Linked DNA regions of Mus musculus: region 1 is linked to region 2. The links are chromatin contacts, called in public promoter capture Hi-C maps. All regions are on one chromosome and are shown on one strand. Each heading gives the region's core, a stretch centred on a gene start, on an enhancer-like site or on the middle of the called end of the contact. The rest is flanking DNA. Distances are from core to core; before and after follow the strand shown.

Region 1 (7,065 bases), core at 51-2,550, 98 kb before region 2:
GTTGGAGAACTTTCTAGCAGCCATTGACTGGAAAAGTGTCATATTTGCTAGGGGAAGGGACTGTACCTGTCTGAGGACCCCCACCGGGTCATGCTCCCTATGGTGTCATGCTTCGGGAGCATGTGACAATTTTAAATGCCTAGAAACTTGGTAAAGAGGGCAGAGGGTCCAGCATGGCTCAAATGCCAGTAGCTCCACTGTATTAATGCTTTCTCTGTGAGAGAAGTTTCTTCTCGCCTCCATCTTACTGAATGCCACACCCTCTTCCCAGTACCTTTACCTGACTCAATGGCCATTCTTTGGGTAGGCAAGCAAGAATTATCCAGAGGCAAACAATCAAAACATCCAGATAAATTCTGCTAAGATCCTATAAGTGGATGGAAGTTGATATACTGAGTTGTCAGGGCAGTTTCTGCAGTTAAGGAAATTCAGGGCTATCAGAGTAAAGCTTGCGCAAGGTCATCCAGCGTGTTAGAAGATATGAGTCTAGGTCACAGAATGTCCTGGCTTATCCCATCATATTTTTCATCCTGTAATGACCGTGTCCCATCTCTATTGTCACATTAGTCCTCCGTGTTCTGAAAGAAATAATAAAATTTCCTGTTATCCTGGGAAATCCTCAGAGGTTGACATAGGTGGACCCCAAGGACACTTGGGTTACAATGAGTGGGGTGACTCTCCTTGGTGTCTGTGTTCAGAGCAGCACAGTGGTGTGGAAAGGTGTGGAGGTTACGTTGTAATGTTTATAGGTAAAAAATCAGACAATGGAAGGCAGAGAACAGATAAGAATTTCTCTGCAATCTGATTCAGTGCTGTGGTTCACACACAGACTGTTGAGTCTTCTGCCAAATTCATCTGAGCAGTAAACAATGGTGACAATATCGGTGATGTAATGTTTCACCTCTGCTGAAGAACGCTCAGATGCTGTCAGGGCAGAAGAGAGCCTACAGGTTAAGATACAGGGTAAGGATTCCATCCAGCCCACATCCAAAGACTAAACCCTGAAGATTAAACCCTGAAGCACAACCAGGAAGGACAGCCAAAGCAGCTGGGTGGTCACACACTGTGTGCCCGGCTGTTGCTTAGACAAATACACAGCTGAAGAGAAGCCGGGACCATCTCCAAGAGAGAAAGCCCCGCTTTTGTCTGACAAAGCTGTGCTGACCCCAGAGGAACACACAATAGGAAATGAGAGTTGGACAGAAAATTGATTCCGACAGGAAACAGAATGATCCATGCTGAAGCTCGGCTCCAGGACAGATCATTGCAAAAACCCAGAGCAGCTGGGAGCCACCCTCCACTCTGCATACACTGCAGAATGGGCAGCAACGAGCAGCCTAGAGGAACATGGAGAGAGGCCACAACTCAGTCATCCCTGTGGATAGGCCAATATGATCTAGGTTTGGGGCATCTCTACCAATGGAAGGCTGATAGATGCCTGGCAGAGGACCCTGAAAGCCAGGAAAGCCTCTTTGAAAGGTAGGTGAACAGGCTGGAGAGAGATGCCTCCCTGGGTAAGGGTTCTTGCTGGGCAAACAAGACAATCTGAGTTTGGATGCCAGGACACATAGAAAACACTGGGTATGACCTAGTGCCCTATAACCCCAGCCCTGAGGGGCAGGCAGACAGGAGGCTCACTGGGGCATGCTGGTCACCAGCCTAGGACTTCAGCGAGTTCAATGAGAGACCCTGACTCAAGGGAATAGAGCAGAGAAGGGAGCAGGGCACTCAGTGTCCTCCGCTGCCTGTACACTAGCACAGATAAGCACACCCTTACACCACATGCTCACACAGCACACAAATTCATCATTCCTGCATGCATACACCACCAAATATAAAAAGAAAGAAAGCTAGGGGTGTAGAAATAGGGAAAGTTAGGTCTGAAGTCTTCAGCAAATGAAGCTGCACCAAAGAGAAGGTCTTCCAAAGTCCACGCAGCAGCTCCTGTGGTGGTGAACAATGAGGAAAGCTGCAGAAATAGGAAGGTAAGTAGACACAGCCATTCATGAGCCAGGCCAGAAGTCTAGCACTGCAGGACAACACACTGTCACCCAATCTTCTGCAAGTCTCTGGGGGCCATCACAGAAGTGTCCTTCGTAACATCTGCTGTCTTCCACGATCCCATGATCCCTGCTGGAACAGTGAGGACCACAGTTGTAAGGGTCACAGCAGATAAACAAGCACTTCAAGACCAAATCCACTCAGTCTCTCCTCACATCTCTGCCTCACTTTGTCAGGTCATTAAAATGGACCACATATACCACATGGACAGCATAGACAGAAAAGTGCTTCTGTGCCAGAGGTCAATCCCTAGACCCACCCATGGGGAACCCGCACAGTGGTTCTCACTAGTAATGCCAGGGCCAGAAGGCAAACAGCAGAGCCGAAGGCTCACTGGCCAGCCAGCCTAGTCTAATCAGCAGTCCCAGGCTGAGAGACTCTTCCTCAAACAAAACAAGACAAAGTGGGGGACCAGACAGCACATAAGAGTACTGGCTGCTCTTGCAGAGGGCTCAGGCTCAGTTCCCAGCACCTACGTGGTGGCTCACAACCATCTGTAACTTCAGTCAAAGGGGGATCTGACACTCTCTTCTTACTTGCTCTGTACCAGGCTTACATGTGATGCACATACATACACACATGCTTGTAGGTAAAACTCTCAGACATATAAAAGTAATTAAATTAAAAGATCAAAAAGAAGAGGTGGATGGTACCTAAAGAATAATGTCTGATATTGATCTCCACATGCACATATATCCACGCATGTACACATGTACCCCCATACATGCACACACACCCACATATGTGTGAATGTACACATACACACACACACACATAGGACCACATACAGACCCTTGTTACTAAAGAACGAATATATAAGGGAGTCTTATAAAGTCTAAATGGTCACTGTGATGTATCTAGGGAAGGACAATGTCTTCATGTGCCACTCAAAGAGATGGGTAATGCAGAAACTGTCCTCACTAGATGGAACTGTCTTTTTCCAGAGGCATATTGGGGTGATAATAAGTGTTCTGGATGTGGATCCAGAAGGTACAGCCTCAGATCTGGCTTTATCCGATGTCTGTTAGGCAGCCTTGCCCTCATCACTTAACTTCTCTGACCTCTCTTTCTCCCATGACATAGCTATTCAGTTCCCGCACAGAACTGCTGCAAAGACTGAGAGAGGGCAGGGATATAGCTCAGTTGATGTAGTTCATCCCCAACATGTAGAAAGCCCTGGGTTTGGTCCCCAGCATTGCATAAAAAGAATGGAGGCACAAACTGATATCCCAGCACTCAGGCATTGGAGCAGAAGGATGAGGGGTTCAAGGTCAGCTCAACTACCTAGCAAGTTCAAGGTCAGCCTGGAATACATAAGATCCTCTTAAAACATTTTTTTTCTGAAAGTGAAAGCGCGCGCGCCTGTGTGTGTGTTCAGATCCATGTATGTAAACATGCATGTGGAAGTCATAAGTCAGTATTAGGAATCTTTGTCAATCTCCGTCCACCTTATATTTTGAGACAAGGTCTCACTGAACCTGGAGCTCATGAATAAGGCTACTCTGGATAGCCAGCGGCCTGCCTTTCTCTCCAACAATGGCATTACAAGCATGCACGGCACAACCCAGCTTCCCCTCTGCCCCCATGGGTGCTGGGAATTCAACTGGGGTCTTCATGCTCACCCTGCAAGTACTTTACTAAGTATCTTCCAACCCCTAAAAGATTTTTTTTATATAAAGAGCATTTTGAAAATCCTTTTATAAGTTGATCTATATTTCTTTTCATTACTGCCTTCCTAGTGAAGTTCTTCTTGAATTACACATAAATTTGACTTGACTCCTTATGAAAGTTTGATCTGATGGTAGGATGCCAGACGGAGGAGGCAAAGCCAGTGTAGCAACAGAACTGCTCCTATTGAGCGGCATCGAGTGGAGGATCCTAACTCAGGGGGGAAATCAGAACTGAACATAAGGATCACCACTCATAGGACCAGCCCTGAAAAAAACAACAACAACAACCAAAAAAAAAAAAAAAAACAGGCTTTCCTATGCTAGTGTGGGGCAGTTATTAAGGCTAAAGATGATGGGGTAGGCTTTGCTGCAGAAATAAAAGGGAAAGGAAGGGGACACTGTGACCATTCACACGGTGCCACGGGCATGAAAGCTAAGCTCAAAGGCAGGCGAGGCAGGAGCTGGGGAGAAACAGGTTTCCTAAGCAATCCAGAGTCACAGTTGTGAAAACCACATAAAACGCCATCTGGCCTGCTGGATGGAGAGGAGCGTTAAGCAGGGGCAGCCTTCCAGTGTGCATGTTCTCATTTCTCCGAGACAACAGTGATTCTCCCTACCAATCAACTGTGAAAAAGTCACCCGGTCCTGGACGGTATTCACCATCACCAGGACTCCTCTGAGCAGCGAGCACTGGGGAAGGAAGCAACTGGAAGGACACAGGACACCTGTGCAGTCCCAACTGCCTCTGGCTCTAACCCCAGTCGGTACCATGGGGCTGTCCTCTGCTTTCCAAGGACTGTGTGCTTGTGAGCATTTCTATGCACTCGGTTTTTATAGGCACAGCTGACAATGTTCTATTCTATAGACTAATGTGGATACGTGAGACAGATACATACAATAACATTTGCCAACATCACCATTTTGGATGACACAGTTTAGTAGTGCTCGTATGGTTAATGCTCTTTAACCACCACCAAGAACCACGGCAAACATTTTTGTCTTCCCAACTTGAAACGTCCCACAGTGAACACTAACCGCTCACCCTCCACTTCCCAACCCCAGGACCCCTATTCCAGACTCTAGCTCTACAAACGAGTCTCTCTTCTAAGTGGAATCATGTGGTGTTTACTCTTTTGTGTCTGGCTTGTTTGACCAAGGTCTTCAAGGTTCATCCATACCGCGGGTGTCAGAATTAAAAACACTGAGTGATGGTCCTTTGTATGTACCTAGTGCATGCCATTTAACCATTTACCTGACGATGGATTACAGAGACCAGTTTTTACGTAGTAAATGAAGTTAAGATGGACGTTTTTGGCACTAATGTTCCCAGTTCACCACACATCCGCCCCAGTGGTGGCTGTCCCACCTCCCAGCCATGGGGCTATGAGTTCAGGAATAGCAGGAACCACAACCTCACTTAACCCTGTACCATTCTCACTAAGGGGGGCGGCAGTGCCACAGGGCAGGGATTCATAATGTCTGATAAAGGAGTAACTTGGGAGTAAAATTCTTCTAATTCAAATTATCCCATGGCTGTTCAAAAGATCTCATGTTAAGATGTGTTACTACTGCTGCTATCGTCTTGGTGGGTATAATTTTTGAAAGCAACACCTATTTTATCAGCCAGCGAAAAAGGCAGTGCATGGCGGTAGAAAGACTAATAATGCATGCTGCTGGCAAGATACGTGCTTGTCATCCTAACGCAACACCAGGCCTATCATAACATAGCATAGCATAACATAACATAACATAACATAACATAACATAACATAACATAACACAAAGGAAGAGTGAACATGAAGTCAGAAGGCAAGAACTCAAATCCTGTCTTGGCTTCATAGCTGCTCTTGTGACTTTGATGATGTCATTCTGTCTCTCTGAACTTATTTCATTTTCTTTCAAATGGAAATATCAAGAATCGTGTAAGCCAGGTGTGTGCTTCCTTGTACACACATAAAAGGAATACATGCTAAGCTGAAGTTTCTTGTTTGTTTGTTTGTTTGTTTTGTGTGTGTGTGAGATGATTTCTTTGGGTAGCCTTGGCTGTCCTTGAACTCACTTCGTAAAACCAGGCTGGACTCAAATTCACAGAGATCTGCCTGCCTCTTCCTCCTGAGTGCTAGGATTAAAGGTGTGCACTACCTCTGCCCAGCCAAGCATGGCTGAAGTTTCTAAGAAGATAAATCATGCATGAGACCACTATACAACATTTGCATGTCATGTGCAGAGTAACTATAAAGTAAACATGCACACAGGCCATAAAAATAATATTTGCTGAATCTTTATTGAGCTCCTTGGGATGGAATTCTACACAAGAATCTTCTTTAGGTAAGCTCCTAAAAAAGGCAACATGGAAGCTGGAAGCTAGGCCAGGAAAAGCAAGGCTGCCTGTGCTAAACAAGTGCTTTGTCCCCGACATAACGGCATTCATAACCAGAAAGCACAGGTTCTGCTGTTGAAATGTTCCAGGGACATTGAAAATCCCTGGGACCCACACATTACAGAGCACAAACCCACTTCCAGCCACGAGCCCTTGTGCTGGTGACTCAGACTCCACATTGCACCCCTGAGAGGGTCTGCCTGCCGACAATGTACAAAAGGCTCTGTCATGTTGTAGGTTTGGAAGTTGTTAATGAAATGCATCAACATCAGAGGTGTGGGGAGCTCTCGTGTGGTTACATGCATACTGAGTGTGGTAACGTGCATACTGAGTAAGCATGCGACCTTAGTTTGGATCCCCCAACACCACAGAAAAGACCAATGAACACAGTGGTGGGACACACCTGTACTCCTGGCACAGGCAGAGCCTCAGACTCGCTGGCTGGTCAGCCTAGTTTTATCTGTGAGCTCTAGTCCAGTTGAGGACTCTTGTTTCCAGTGACTGAGGAGGACACCTGATCCTGCCTTCTGACCTCCACAGACCCATACTACACACCTAATCACCCCCATTAAACATGTAAAATGTGTTCACTGTAGAAATAACCCTTTAACACAGGATTTATGAAGAAGAATGCATGTGAATGGGATATGAGTCCCTGGCCCCTGGAACATCTTATATAATATATACATGGCCAGGGGCCCCTGCTTCTCTGGACTTTAGCACAGTTTCCCAGTCCAGGGCAGGGAGTGGTGGGGAGCATGATGACATAGCTGATAGCCAGGACACAGAAGGTTCTTTTCCCAAGCTGTAGATAGGTAGGACCAGCAAGCAGAGCCCAACCCAAGAAATCAATGCACATGTCTTAGGCCAGTAAAAGCCAGACCCTGAGCACTTGGACACCGCCTGGGGGTGAATATCATGCTAGACATGGCTACATAGATGCGTCACAGAGGA
Region 2 (6,876 bases), core at 948-3,447:
AACCACTGATAAAAACTCTTTGAAGTGGATGAGTAAATATTATCATGTGATAGTACTTGGACCCAACTGTGCAAATACAACTGCATTGTGTTCCGCTCTGGGGGCTCCAGGCCGGTCAAACCACGCAGACGGGGTTGCTATGGAGGAACCAATGTGCTTATTAAATAAGCCCAGGAGCAGGTCAGGATGTAGCTCAGCTCTTACAGCGGGCCACCTCTTAATCTTCCTCACTTAGACACATGGAGTGTTAAGAGAGAAATGCTGGCTTTGGAAAATATGTTTCTGTGATGCAGGGAAGGTAGAGCCACAAATAAGCCATTGGAACCTGGAACTCGCAGCAGCTGGCTGTTAGTGCCCCCTTTGGCATGCTGCTGCAGACAGGGTAGGGAGAACCTGTATGGCTAACCCACTGGGGGCATCCCCTGGCGCCGCGAAGCCGGGTGCTCAGCTAGGGGCCTTACACCCGGGCGCCTCGAGGCAGCATCCTAAGGTGGGGCGCATCTTCCCGCAGAGCACCCCGCAGTAGCTCACCTTTCCCGGGAGGGGTCCCGGCAGCAGCAGCTTGAGAGCCTGCCTCTTCAGCTCCACCAAGCGGGCGTTACAGTTCTCGCACCAGACGCCGCGGTCGGAGCCGGGGGAGGAGCCGCCGCCGCTGCCCGAGCCAGGGGAGCCGGTGCCGAAGCCGGGTGAGCCGCCCAGAGAGCCGGGCGAGCTGGTACCAATGCCCGGAGATGCAGGTCCCGGAGAGCCGGTGAAGGAGCTCGGGGACGAGGTGCCCGAGCCCGGGGACGGGGTGCCCGATGAGCCCAGCGCAGAGCCTGCTCCCTCCGGGGTGGGCCGGCTGCCGGCGCGCGACTCCTCGTAAGCCTTGCGGTACCAGCTCTCAGGAGAGCAGGGCGCTGAGGGCTTGGTGGGCGAGCACATTTCGTTCACCTGCCGGAGAGACGCGCGGCGTCAGGCCCTGTAGAGCCATCAGTCCCCCGTGCGGCGGAGGGCTGGTGGGGGGGGGGGGTCGCCGTCCTGCCCGCACTGATGCAAACCTGCCCTCCATCTATCTCCATCCTTCAAGTGACCAATCCTTAAGGAAGTCCTGTCCCACCCACCCTCGCCAGAGTGACCCGCACGCAGGTCCCCCTCCATTCCTCCTGGGGTCAGCACAAGAGCTTGCGGGGTGTGGATATCCTGCAGCTTCTGCGAGAACACCCAGAAATCCAGCGCCCTACTCTTTCAAACCCGGTACCCACCCCAGCAAGGGCCTAGGTACACAGTCCTAGAACACCCTATCGCAGGGTGGGTGACTGTGACTTCTGGATGTTTACTCATTCGGGGAACAGCCCCCACCCCAGGTCCTGCAGGTAAAGCAAACGGGCTCCCCGCTCCAGGGCAGCGATCCGAGGGAAGAGCAGAGGAATTCCTGGGAAATGCTCCCCCTCGGCTTAACTCTGTCTGCAAGTCCCGAAATACTGCAAAAGTTAAGGGTGTGAGGAAAGGGAGGAACCAAGGGCTGAAGACATTCCCGTAGCCAGGCGAGCTGCAGACCCGCCTCCATGCACGCACGACCCCGCCGGCCGTGGGGACGCCGGTGCACCCGAGAGCTGGGGACCCTGCATCCGCCGCCGGCTCCCGGGAAGCAGAGGACACCCACTCAGATGAGTCCCTGGAAACGCATCTCCTCGTGGACACCGCCACAACTTACCCCGTATTTCTTGCCCCTGGTGGAGACCGCAAGCCTCTCTTTATTTCCGGCTACCGAATTCATGGTGGCTCTTCCAGAGGAAAGGGTCTAAATGTTCCCACAAGGCTACATCCAAAAGGTCTGCCAACCCAGACGCGTCCCCCCTCGTGGTAGGGGTTGGTCCTCAAGTCAAGATTTCTTAATGGGGGGTTGGGAAGAATGAAAGCAAATGGACCCCAGAAGTAATAGCACCAATTTGCAGGAAAGGTTGGAACGGCTGGTGGTTCTCAAATAATGGGTCTTCTCATCTCTCTGCCTCCTCCAGCCACGCGTCCTCTCTTCGCGGTCACATCCAGATCGCTAGCATTTTCCTCCACCCGGCCAGCGCGCGTTCTCCTCTAGCGGGGCCGAAACGGAGGAGGACGGCGGCGAGGACGCAGGGAGGCTGCAGGGAAGGTGGGCGAGCCCTCGCCGAGCCGAGCCGGCGGTGGGAACTTGCCTCCTTCCCCGAGCTCGCTAACTGAGTTCAAAGAAATTCTCCCAAAATATAAGGATCCAGACTCGGGGAGGAGCCACGGCGTGTCGCCGAGCCAATATGCGCCGTCCCGTTTTCTCCTGACAGTTGCGCGCAGGGCAAGGAGAGGGCGGCTGTACGCGGCCGGAGAGCAGCCCGCGGTCAGGACGCGTGTGTCCGTCCGGGAGCAGCGCGGAGCCTAGGGAACCTCAGCCCCGCCGCCTCGGAGCCCGCCGGGCCGCCGCCGCCGCCTCGCCTGCCGCGATCCATTTACGGCGCGGCGCTTGGGCCTGGCATCGCCAGGCGCAGCCGGGGCGGGGGTGGGGTCGTAAATCTGGCTCCGGGCGGGGAAGTTGCTGGCGAGGGGCCCACAGCCCCGGGCTCCGGTGCTATCCAGCGCGCGAGCCTGTAGCTCGGAGTCGGCCGAGCTGCGCTGAAACGCAGCACCCAGGCCTCCCCGCCCCCCTCCCCGAGAGCTGGTCTCTTCCTGGCAAGGCGTGCAGGTCTGCCTTTGAAAAGCCGTGCAAACGGATTGAGTCACAAACAAGTCCGCAAACAGGCCGGGACCAACCCCCCCGCCCTTTGTTCTCCCAGACCTGCCTGGCAAACCTTGTCTTGATTCGCCCTCCTAGCCCCAGCGGGCCAGGGGACCCTCCTCCCCTGGACCCCGATTTGAGCACCGGGAGCCTTGAGCCCCCCTTCCCGCGCCCGCCCACGGGCCCAAGCCCCTGTTAATGAAGGGAAAACCTCCCGAGACCTGCACAGGTGAGCCCGAGACCCAGCCTGTAGCTGCCAGGCTGGGGAAACTGAGGGATTGGTCGCGCCGAACGCGCGCGGAAGGACTGCGCGGGCCTGGAGAGGGGGTGTGGCGCGAGCTGATCGACCTCGGGGACTGGGATCGTCCCCTTGCCCCTTTGCACGGTTGCCTGCCAGCACCCGGACCTGTGGGATCTCCAGAGCACCCAGCTGTCGCCCGCTGTCTGATTCCCGTCCCCCGCCCGGCGCAGCGCCCAGGAGCGCAGGAAGCCGGCGTACGCCGGGCTCCACACGTGGCTGCTCCGGGGTGTCATTTTTCATTTCCCGGGAGGACATTTCTTCTGGTGAGCCGGCAGGTCTATTTTGTTGTGACCTTTAATTAACACCCCACGAGACGCCTCCTGCGGGACCAGCCGGGCGCGGAGATCACGTGTGGTGTAATGGCATCTGGGTACCCCGGAAAGACCTGGCCTGGGGCTAGGCGGGGGCAGGAGGACATTTCGGGCTTCCCTAGTCGCTGTCTTCCTTCAACATATGCAAGAGAAAGGAGGGGGCAGAATACAACAATTGGGGTGCTAGAACCCGGGGCAACGCCCCCCCCTCCTGTCTTCCTGTGTGAACCTTCGGCGCCTCCCGGGCATCGCCATCCCCGCCCAGCGCCCTCTGCAGCTGGTGCACCCCGGATATTTCATAGCCTCTAAAGCGAGGCGAGAAGGTCAAAATGAAGATGTTGAGAACACTGTGGAAGTTTCCATTACGTTCCTACTTCCAATTTCAACGCGATCATATCTGCCGAAGACCTTAGGGGGACTGGTAGCCTCCAGGCAGCCCAACTGCAGCCGCATCTGTATTCTGCCTAGGTGCCGCGGAAAATATCGTCGCCATTAGCTACGCGCGGCTTATCAGCCTCAAAGCAGCATGTGGCCAGGTGAAATGGACGAGCCCGTGAAGCCCGAAGTGGGAAAGGTGGGGTGTCGAAGGGAGAGCCATTGCGGAGCTGCACGATTCGTCCTGAAGAATGATGAGCCCTGAGATCTGATGTGCATCTCAAAATATCTTCGGTCCCCGGCGTTTGATGGGCTCGGAGCGCCCTCTGTTGGTGAAATTTTATAGATGGCGGCTCCTCAAGAGAGTTGATGTAAAATCTACATACAGTGAAATGCATAAAATTTAAGTGTAAAATTCCATGAGTTTCTATAAATAAATACATACACGAATATATCTATATATGTATATATATACAATATATATATACAATCTAATATATATATACAATCTAATATATATAATATATATATAATATATATACATACACAATCTAATATATATATATATATACAATCTAATATAGTCCCCAAATTAAGGTGTAAATTCTTCTCACTGACCCGCCCCCCCCCTTCCCAGCAGTCCCACCCCACATTAACAATTAGCAGTTACTGTTCCGGCCTCCATCACCACAGTTCACTTTTGACTGATCTTGATTTTTTATTTTTATTTATTTATTTATTTATTTTTGGTCTAGAGAATCCGAATATCTTTTGTGTTTGGCTTAACATGGTTTGGGGTTTCCTGTTACTGTTTGCATGGGTCTGTTTCCTATTTTGCTGTCTTACACGCCCCCCCCCACTTGCCTTTCTTTTTAATTGAATAATGTTTTCATATTCTCTGGTCCTTTGACTGAGCCCCTAGCTCTAATGACTCTCATATGAATCTTTGACTTAGCCTGGGCTGTTCAGAAGTAGCATGGCAGACTTCATTAAAATGTACACTTTTGGCAGTCCCAAGTCTATTTTACCTCTGTCCTTTGAGCTAATGGTTTAAATCTACACATTAAAAAAATCCTCAATATGATTGTTTAAATTATGTGTTAAACAATCTGTCTTCCCATAGAACTATGAAAATATGGTTCTGTTCATGTATTTACCCAGGTTTTTTGTTTGTTTGGTTGGTTGGTTGTTTGGTTGGTTGGTTGGTTGGTTTTGGATTGTTTGTTTGTTTGTTTGTTTGTTGCAAGTCTGGATTTTTCTCCTCCTGGAGAACCAAAATTCCAGCTAAATTCTTTTCTTTCAGCCTGGAGAACTCCCTTTAGCCTACCTGCCTGGCTGCCTGTCTTCCTTCCTTCCTTTCCTTCTTTCTTTCTTTCTTTCTTTCTGATTTATTTGTGTTTATTTTATAAGTGTTTTTGCCAGGGTGTGTGTGTGTGAGAGAGAGACGGGGGGGGGGGGGGAGTGCCATGTGCACAGCGGGTGCCTGCAGAGGCCAGAAGATGGTTACCAGATCTGGAGCTGCAGATTGTGAGCTGTCATGTGGGTGCTGGGAACTGAACCCAGGTCCTCTGCAAGAGGACCCATCTCTCCAGCCTCTCCTTGCTGCAACAAATACTCTCAGATTTGCTTATCTACCTTGCCTCTCCATTTAAGGACTCGATTAACTGGATGTAGAATTCTCAGTGGTACTTTTAGTGTTTTTAGAACGACTTCTCTGCCTTCGACCTGGGTAGAGGTGACCTGTCGTCGTCATGGGTGTTCCTTGGTCTGGTATGTGTTCCTTTTTTCCCTGGGTGCTTTGAAGATCTTCTCTTTACATTTTTCTTTCTTGGGAGTTTGACAAAGATGCTTCTGGGTGTGGGTCTGTGTTCATTCTACTTAGAGTTTGCTGAATTCCTAGAACCTGGAAGTGTGTATTAGTTACTATTCTGTTGCTATGACAAAATACCCTGACCAAAGCAACTTTAGAAGGAAGAGAGGCCATTTTGGCCTATAGTTTCTGAGGAAGTTATGGGGAAGGCATGGTGGTGTGAACAACCGATAGATCACACTTCATTCCCACGCAGGAAGCAGAGAGAAAAGAAGTGAGGCCAGCACACAAAGCCTCAAACCCTCCTCCCACCCCCAGTGATGCCTTTTCTCCAGCAAGGCTCCACCTTTAAAGGTTCTATAACCTTCCCAAACAGTGGCACCAACTGGGGATCAAGTGTTTAAATACATGAGCCTATGGAGAGCGTTTCTCATTCAGTTGACCATAAAGTTGATCTATAAAATTTTCACCAGGTTTGAGACTTTTTTTTAGGTATTTTCTTCATTTACATTTCCAATGCTATCTCAAAAGTCCCCCATACCCTCTCCCCCCCACTCCCCTCCCCCCCCCACTCCCATTTCTTGGCCCTGGCATTCCCCTATACTGAGGCATATAACGTTTGCAAGACCAATGGGCCTCTTTTTCCACTGATGGCCGACTAGGCCATCTTCTGATACATATGCAGCTAGAGACACGAGCTCCAGGGGGTAACTACTACTTATTCAAATCTTTTTTTTTTTAGATTTATTTATTTATTATATGTAAGTACACTGTAGCTGTCCTCAAATAGAAGAGGGCATCAGATTTTGTTACGAATGGTTATCAGCCACCATGTGGTTGCTGGGATTTGAACTCGGGACCTTCGGAAGAGCAGTCTGCGCTCTTAACCACTGAGCCATCTCACCAGCCCTATTCAAATCTTTTTACCACCCCATTCTGTGTCTTTCTGTCTTGCTGGGACTCCAATAGTGTGTATGTTGTCCTCATGTTCTTAGGTCATGACACATGGGTTACTGGCTCACTTTGGGCATATTCTCCCTGTTCTACAGGCCAAATCATTTCCATCGATCCATTATATGTCAACTGGCTCTTGTTTCTGCTGTTTAACCACTTGTAGAAGGAGTATCTTAGGTCTGTATGGATGTAGCGCCTGTCAATAATAAATCTGATCGCCTATGGGTTAGGCAGAAAATAGAAGGTGGGACATCTGGGAGGCAGAAAGAATTCTGGGATAGAGCCAGGTAGGAGATTCACTCTGGAAGATATGAGGAGCCTAGTACTTGATACCTGAGCACAGGTAACCAGCCATGTGGCAGTGTGCATATTAAGATAAATGTGTTATCTTAAGTTATGA

What was found. Promoter capture Hi-C pulls out the DNA fragments that hold promoters and counts their contacts.
Region 1: a promoter capture Hi-C map of hippocampal neurons shows a contact between it and region 2, with 4 times the contacts expected there. The contact joins the enhancer-like site here to the promoter of Kif26b in region 2. A contact is called at or near these places in 8 of 39 promoter capture datasets (the 3T3-L1 cell line, frontonasal cranial neural crest, hippocampal neurons and 4 more), 13 of 484 Hi-C or Micro-C datasets (adipose-derived mesenchymal stem cells, cerebellum, cerebral cortex and 7 more), 3 of 115 datasets of contacts at active chromatin or transcription factors (embryonic limb bud, embryonic stem cells and forebrain) and 3 of 9 other capture datasets (adipose tissue, embryonic stem cells and liver).

What each region holds. Positions count from the first base shown.
Region 1 is chr1:178,621,301-178,628,365 of GRCm38.p6, reverse strand. The region is part of intron 2 of Kif26b (kinesin family member 26B); the gene reads right to left. Among named protein-coding and RNA genes, the nearest start is that of Gm24405, 12 kb to the left of the region's middle. Within about 2 kb of position 1,300, at least 22 of the 459 cell types and tissues checked have an H3K27ac peak or open chromatin away from gene starts, as enhancers often do. A contact at or near this core is called in cerebellum, cortical neurons and hippocampal neurons, where this site is marked.
Region 2 is chr1:178,524,446-178,531,321 of GRCm38.p6, reverse strand. It overlaps Kif26b (kinesin family member 26B), which reads right to left and starts at 2,197. Exons shown (of 15, transcript NM_001161665.1): 1 at 1,697-2,197; 2 at 532-933. The coding sequence starts at 1,759.